2 separate regions of the Mus musculus genome follow, and region 2 is linked to region 1. Evidence: chromatin contacts called from public promoter capture Hi-C data. All regions are on one chromosome and are shown on one strand. The core of a region is the stretch at or near the end of the contact, and the rest is flanking DNA. Distances in the headings are between cores, read along the strand shown.

Region 1 (2,801 bases), core at 157-2,656:
AGTGACATCAGGAAATAGTTGGTGGCATTCTGCAGCTTTTTCTCTAGGGACACTGCCATGATGACCAGTATGTTTCCCGCAATGGTGAGAATAATCACGACAGTTGTCAATAAAGCAGACCAGTTTTTTTCCTGGAGATGAAGAATGGAGAGGCATGTCGGTGGGAGGTACCCTTCGCAGGAGAGGTTGGTTCTGTTTTCAGCATCAATTGTCCAGTTCGAGGCTTCGGAAGTGTTAGCATCCCTGGAGTTGAAGTCATTAGGGTAGAGCCTCGAGTCGTCACCTAATTGCATTAAGGAGTTTGGAATTGAGCTCAGGGAGATATTGTCTTCACAGAGAATTTCCATGTCTAAGCCGGAAGTTGTAGCAGATGAAGTGTGGAGAGACTAGCGAGTCATAGCCGGGGCTCACCATTCATCTTTACGTCCTGGAGCTAGGGCATGCTGAAGCGGAGACCTGTGTGGCTCCTCTGGCTGCTTTCTCCTCTTCCATAGTAAGAGTTACAGAAGTGTGATGGCTCTTGATTATGCCTCGCTTCACAGTGCTAGGGAGAGTCCACGGCGGAGCTGTAAGTTCTCACGGAAGCAAAGGCAAAAAAAGCAGTGTGGAGCATTTGGAGACACAAACGTGTTCCTGGTTAAGGAAGAAAAGTTTTGTATCCGGTGAGAATCTTTCAGCCAATTCTCGGGTTGGATATGCTGCTTTCAAGAGTTCAGCCATCACAAAGTTAAAACAGCATGAGATCCAAAACGAGGAGGGAGGGCTGTGTGCCCTCTATATTAATTAAGGAAGTCAATTAAAAATCCACGCAATGTTAATGCCATCATAAGGGTTAACCCTTTTTAGTCTCAGGCAGAATCGCCGCAGCGATGGTCAGGAATTTCAGCTTGTATCTCTGGCTCAGTTAACGAAAGGAAAACGCATCCCGAAGCGCAGCAGAGAACTTTCCACATCAGAAATTCTCGCGGCAATGACGGCATTCTAGCCAAGCGTGACTTTAAGCAGAAAGAAAATCCCACAGCAGTAAAGGACAGCAGCCGAGGAACTTACATTCATTGTCGCCAGGGTCCGCTATCCTGTGACTTGCCTGTCGCATGGTGACTAGGCCAGTGTGGAATCCCCTCTCTTTGAGCTTCTAGCAGCATAAGATGATAGTAATTTGATTTCTGTTTCTGCTGACTTCAAAAACCGCATGCCGGTTCCAGCACGGTTGAAGTCTGTGCTGGCTGCTTCTGCTACTGCTGAGCTTGGTTGGGTCTTCCCTCCCAGAGCCTGGCTGCTTGCTGAGGCGAGCGCACAGAGAGGAATCAGTCACTAGGGAGCCCCTCTCAAAGTCACACAAAAGAGCCGCAGGGAAAGTAGGAAACGCTGTCTGTATCAAGAGGCTCCCGGAGCTCCAAAAGAATAAGCCCCTCCTGGTTGCCTCCTTCCTCAGACCTCCCTCTGTCACTGTGTCATAACCTGCAAGGTGGCAACAGCCAGGAAGGGCGGACCAAACAACCCCCTCCCCCGCGCGCCCCCATTCTTTCTGCTACAGGTTAATTAGGAACCTTTCCTTAAAAAAAGAGAGAACAAGGAGACAGCTTAGGGGACAGCAGGCAGGAGGGGTACATGGCAGTCATATTTTTAGGCTGAGGGGTGAAGAATGAGAAGATAAATAAGGCTAGAAAACGGCATGTCCTGGGATCTGGGAGCATCCAGCACTTCTATCCAAGCCAGTGATGATGTGTCCAGGAGGGATGGCTGACCGTGGCGACATGAGTTCAGAGGAATCAGGAAGTCTGTGGCAATAACTGATAAACTATCAGAACAATTTTTAGTTACTTAAATGCATTTAAGCACACACACTATTGCTATGTGTATGCATCCTGTAACTAGCTTACTTTTCTTCATCTCAAACCTGTCGCCAAGAAATAATGAAAAACTTCATGTTAGAAAATGAAGGGTTTTGTTCTATTTTGTTCTATGTTTTTTTCCCCCAGAAGTGACCCTAATGATAAAGCGACTCACATGCAAAAGAAGCTCTCTCCCAAGTGGTCCTTAAAGGAAGATAGATGCACTCATGACAGATAAGAAAATGGATTACTTTCTTATAATAATCCTGGACACCAGGGGCTTTTGGGGGGTTCTGTCCATCTCATTCTTCTCTCTGTCTTTTACATTCTCAGTTCAGCCACTCCTGTGCCTTCGATGTGTTGTCAATTCTCCTCATGGCAGTGAGCTAAATGTCCAGTTGCCTTCTAGATCCGTTTGTCTATGACCCAGGAGACCTTCCATCCTGACCCTCTCTTTGAGGTTTATTGCCACATGTCCTCCTGGCTCATGAAATCATCATACGGTCCACCCAGCCCTTCATCCCTTCTTCCTGCCTATGCCCAGAGGTTCCCAGCATTCCCTGCCCCGCACGCAAAGTTCTCAGCTCTCCTCTGCTCAGCCCACAGTGGGGAGCCCTTCTGCTCTTCCTGGGCAGGCACATAATTTCCCAGATTGCCTACCTGGGACTGGGCTGCTGGTCTTGTGAGTGCAGTGCATGCCGTGTGTGTGTGTGTGTGTGTGTGTGTGTGTGTGTGTGTGTGTGTGTGTGTGTGTGTGTGCGCGCGTGCGTGTGCGTGCGCGTGTGCGAGTGCGTGTGCGCGCGCGCTAGTGCGCACGTGTATACAGAGTAGGTGTGGGAGTCATAGTCCTTTGGTTCAGAATCCAGCTTTTTAACTCATACAACCTAACTCAGTTGCCTTTAGAGCCCAGTGCTCTCTCCTCCCAGGGTGGTATTTAGCTCCATCCCTGGGTTACAGTGAGGTATC
Region 2 (2,801 bases), core at 121-2,620, 49 kb before region 1:
AGACTTTCTCATCTTAGCAACAGACCTAAGAGGCTGCCCAAATATAGGTCTTTTGAGGGTTAATAATTTAGGCAGCTTGGGCTTCGTAGAAGATGCAGATAAAGATATTAATTTGAGAATCCTCTATCTAAACTCTCTATTAGAGACTCCTCTAATTTGTGTTGTCTGTAATGTTTCAGCTGGTAAAATTCTCTTAATGCTTCTGACCTAACCCTGTACTGGGAGAACTTGGCATGGGGTGGTCACAACAACCACATACCCACTTTAAAGCAGAATGGGGATTACTTAGGGACAAAAGACAGGATAATGGGGGTGACAATGAGCAAAATAATGAGATATATACATATGTGTGTGTGTACAAAAATGTCATAAGAAAACAGCATTTTATATAACCAAAAATTAAAAAATCAGATTAGCAGCAAATATTATATAAAACTTATTTTGTTCCAGACTCACCCTAAGTGCTTTTTGCAAATTAGCTCGCTCATTCCTCATAGCAACCCTGTGCAGTAGCATTATCTCTATTTGCTGATGAGAAAATGGAGAGACAGAGGGGTTAATCAGCTTGCCCAAGGTCACACAGTGAGTGGCTGAACTAGAATTTTGACCTATACTCAATCTGGCTCTGTAGTCTTTGTTCTTTAACACCGTGTGGCCCCAGCATAACAAGTTTAGACATGAGTTGTGCAGGTTCAGGGGCCAAGTTCTCTCCCTTTAAAGAGTTGAGGTGGTCAGGCCTCTCTCTTGGGTCTTGAATCCTCAGGTTATAGGGGCTTAGAAGTTATGTCATGCCCTGTGCAATGTTTTTTGAACACACACCTCTTTCGTGTACTTGTAACACAGGGGAGATCACCTCAGTTTTAGAGCCATTAAGATGCAGTTGAGGTGAAAGCAGGGTTATGGCTTCCCAGAGGAAACATAAAAATGAAGGCGGCATGGGGTAGCCTCTGGACCTTAGTGTGAAGGGATAATTGCCTTTTACTATAGGCCTTTAATGCACAATTTGCAGGCTAATATTGTTTAAATTACCATCTCTTCCACTGTTTCTTATAACGTTTAAGTTCCGCCATTGAATTCCTGAGAAGTGGTGCCCTAGCCCTGTACTGTCATGGATTCTCCCCCAACGTAAGCTGTGGAGGATGTCGGGGTGGGGGGTGGGGACAGAGAGCAGACACCCTTAGAGATGAACGCAGACGTTTACATTTGTGTGTCCAAGTTTAGAAGAGGTGGGCTCTGCCAGTACTCTCATGCATAAGACATGTTGGATCCCTGGGCCTAGATGAACAGTGAATGTGTTGGATATGTGTGGTCTGTGTGCACACATGTTCATCCCTGTTGGTAAAACAGGCTCCCTGCTTCCCTGTTCTGCTTTTTCTGGACAGTGCTTTCTTGAGAACAGGGAAGTTCTTTATAATTAGGACACATCGTAAGGAACAGAAGTCACAGTCAGAAGTAAATGAGTCAGATCTTTTATGAGGAGATGCAGAGGAAGGGTGATAAGCTACCGGGGAAACATGGCACCCTGACATCCCGGAAGGAGTTCATTTGCTGGGTAGCTCTTCCAGGTTAACACAAAAGGACCTATTAGAGTCTGTCAGGTAGGAAGGGCTCTGCAATGTGGGAAATCAATAGGATGGAAACAGAAACTTCTAGAAAGTTGCTATAGTTTTCCATTTCACAGGGGTACGTTTAGAATAATGAGATCATCTTTTTAGCCATATTATGGGTACCTGTGGTGTGTGTGTGTGTGTGTGTGTGTGTGTGCATGTGAGGTGTGTTGTGTTTATATGTGGTGCGTGTGTGTGTATGTGGTGATTTCATGTGTTTGTATGTGTAGTATGTTGTGTGTGTGTGTGAGAGAGAAAGAGAGTGTGTGTGTGGTGTGTTGTATGTGTAGATCCTGCTGATCAAGTTGCAAACATCTCTATAATGTGCAAGCTAACTTTTAGATTTTGTGAGAATAACAGGAAGTTGTTTAGTTTTCTGCAGCCCATTAAACATTTGTACCTGATGTATTTTGTGGTAGGCAGAATAATGGTGTTCTAGAGGTACCCTCACTAGGCTCCCGGAATGCATGGCTATGTTCTAGGTCACGTTCCACAGTAAAGAGGCGTTAAGGTGACAGTCAGGAGTAAAGCATACGGATCAGTTGATATTAAAATAGGCTGTACACCTTGGACCACCCAGGTGGGCCCAATGTAATCATCGAGGTCTTTAGAAGTGGAAGCAGGAGGCAGGAAAATTGATTTGATCAAAGCAACTGAGGGAGAGGAAGGCCCACCTGGTCCTGCCTGGCTTTGCAGATAGAGCGAATATATAGGCCTAGCTTGTCTCTCTCTTGTGTTTTGAAGGAGGAAAACTGGCTTCCAGGGAGATCATACTAAAAGGTATCATGTGCCCATATCCTGCCTGGGTACCTCTATGAACATCTGCATGGGCTATCACTCTCTCTCAAAATCCTCTGACTTCATGCTTAGAAACAGAAGAGAAGGCTCAGAGGCCAGCTAATGGCTCTTGGTCCTCTTTGCAGTATTATTGGTTATTGGATATACATTGGGACCAATGTGCAACTTAAAAAACAAACAAACAAACAAACAAACAAACATCTGGCTGCATCCATATGGAGTTTGACTTTGCATTTTAGGAAAGCCTGAGGACATGGGCACAGGCATGTCCCATGGAACCCCTACGTGATTCCAATGTACTTTGCACAAGCTCTCCATTCCTCCTAGGCTAGAGAAGATGCTAGGACACCACTCCTCTCTTTGCTTTGGGCAAAAGGTGGGTGGTCCTTGGCCAGG

Evidence for each region. Promoter capture Hi-C pulls out the DNA fragments that hold promoters and counts their contacts.
Region 2: a promoter capture Hi-C map of macrophages shows a contact between it and region 1, with 9 read pairs. The contact joins the enhancer-like site here to the promoter of Htr2a in region 1. A contact is called at or near these places in 2 of 39 promoter capture datasets (liver and macrophages), 2 of 15 datasets of contacts at CTCF or cohesin (the G1E-ER4 cell line and the NIH/3T3 cell line), 8 of 484 Hi-C or Micro-C datasets (the G1E-ER4 cell line, bone marrow-derived macrophages, extraembryonic ectoderm and 3 more), 6 of 115 datasets of contacts at active chromatin or transcription factors (bone marrow-derived dendritic cells, bone marrow-derived macrophages, embryonic fibroblasts and 2 more) and 1 of 9 other capture datasets (adipose tissue).

The regions. Positions count from the first base shown.
Region 1 is chr14:74,639,479-74,642,279 of GRCm38.p6, reverse strand. Htr2a (5-hydroxytryptamine (serotonin) receptor 2A) reads right to left here and starts at 1,406. Exons shown (of 3, transcript NM_172812.3): 1 at 1-1,406. The coding sequence starts at 347. It overlaps Gm41210 (a long non-coding RNA gene), which reads left to right and starts at 1,434. Exons shown (of 3, transcript XR_874820.3): 1 at 1,434-2,801.
Region 2 is chr14:74,688,395-74,691,195 of GRCm38.p6, reverse strand. The region is part of intron 2 of Htr2a (5-hydroxytryptamine (serotonin) receptor 2A); the gene reads right to left. Among named protein-coding and RNA genes, the nearest start is that of Esd, 43 kb to the left of the region's middle. Within about 2 kb of position 1,370, at least 10 of the 459 cell types and tissues checked have an H3K27ac peak or open chromatin away from gene starts, as enhancers often do. A contact at or near this core is called in bone marrow-derived dendritic cells, bone marrow-derived macrophages and macrophages, where this site is marked.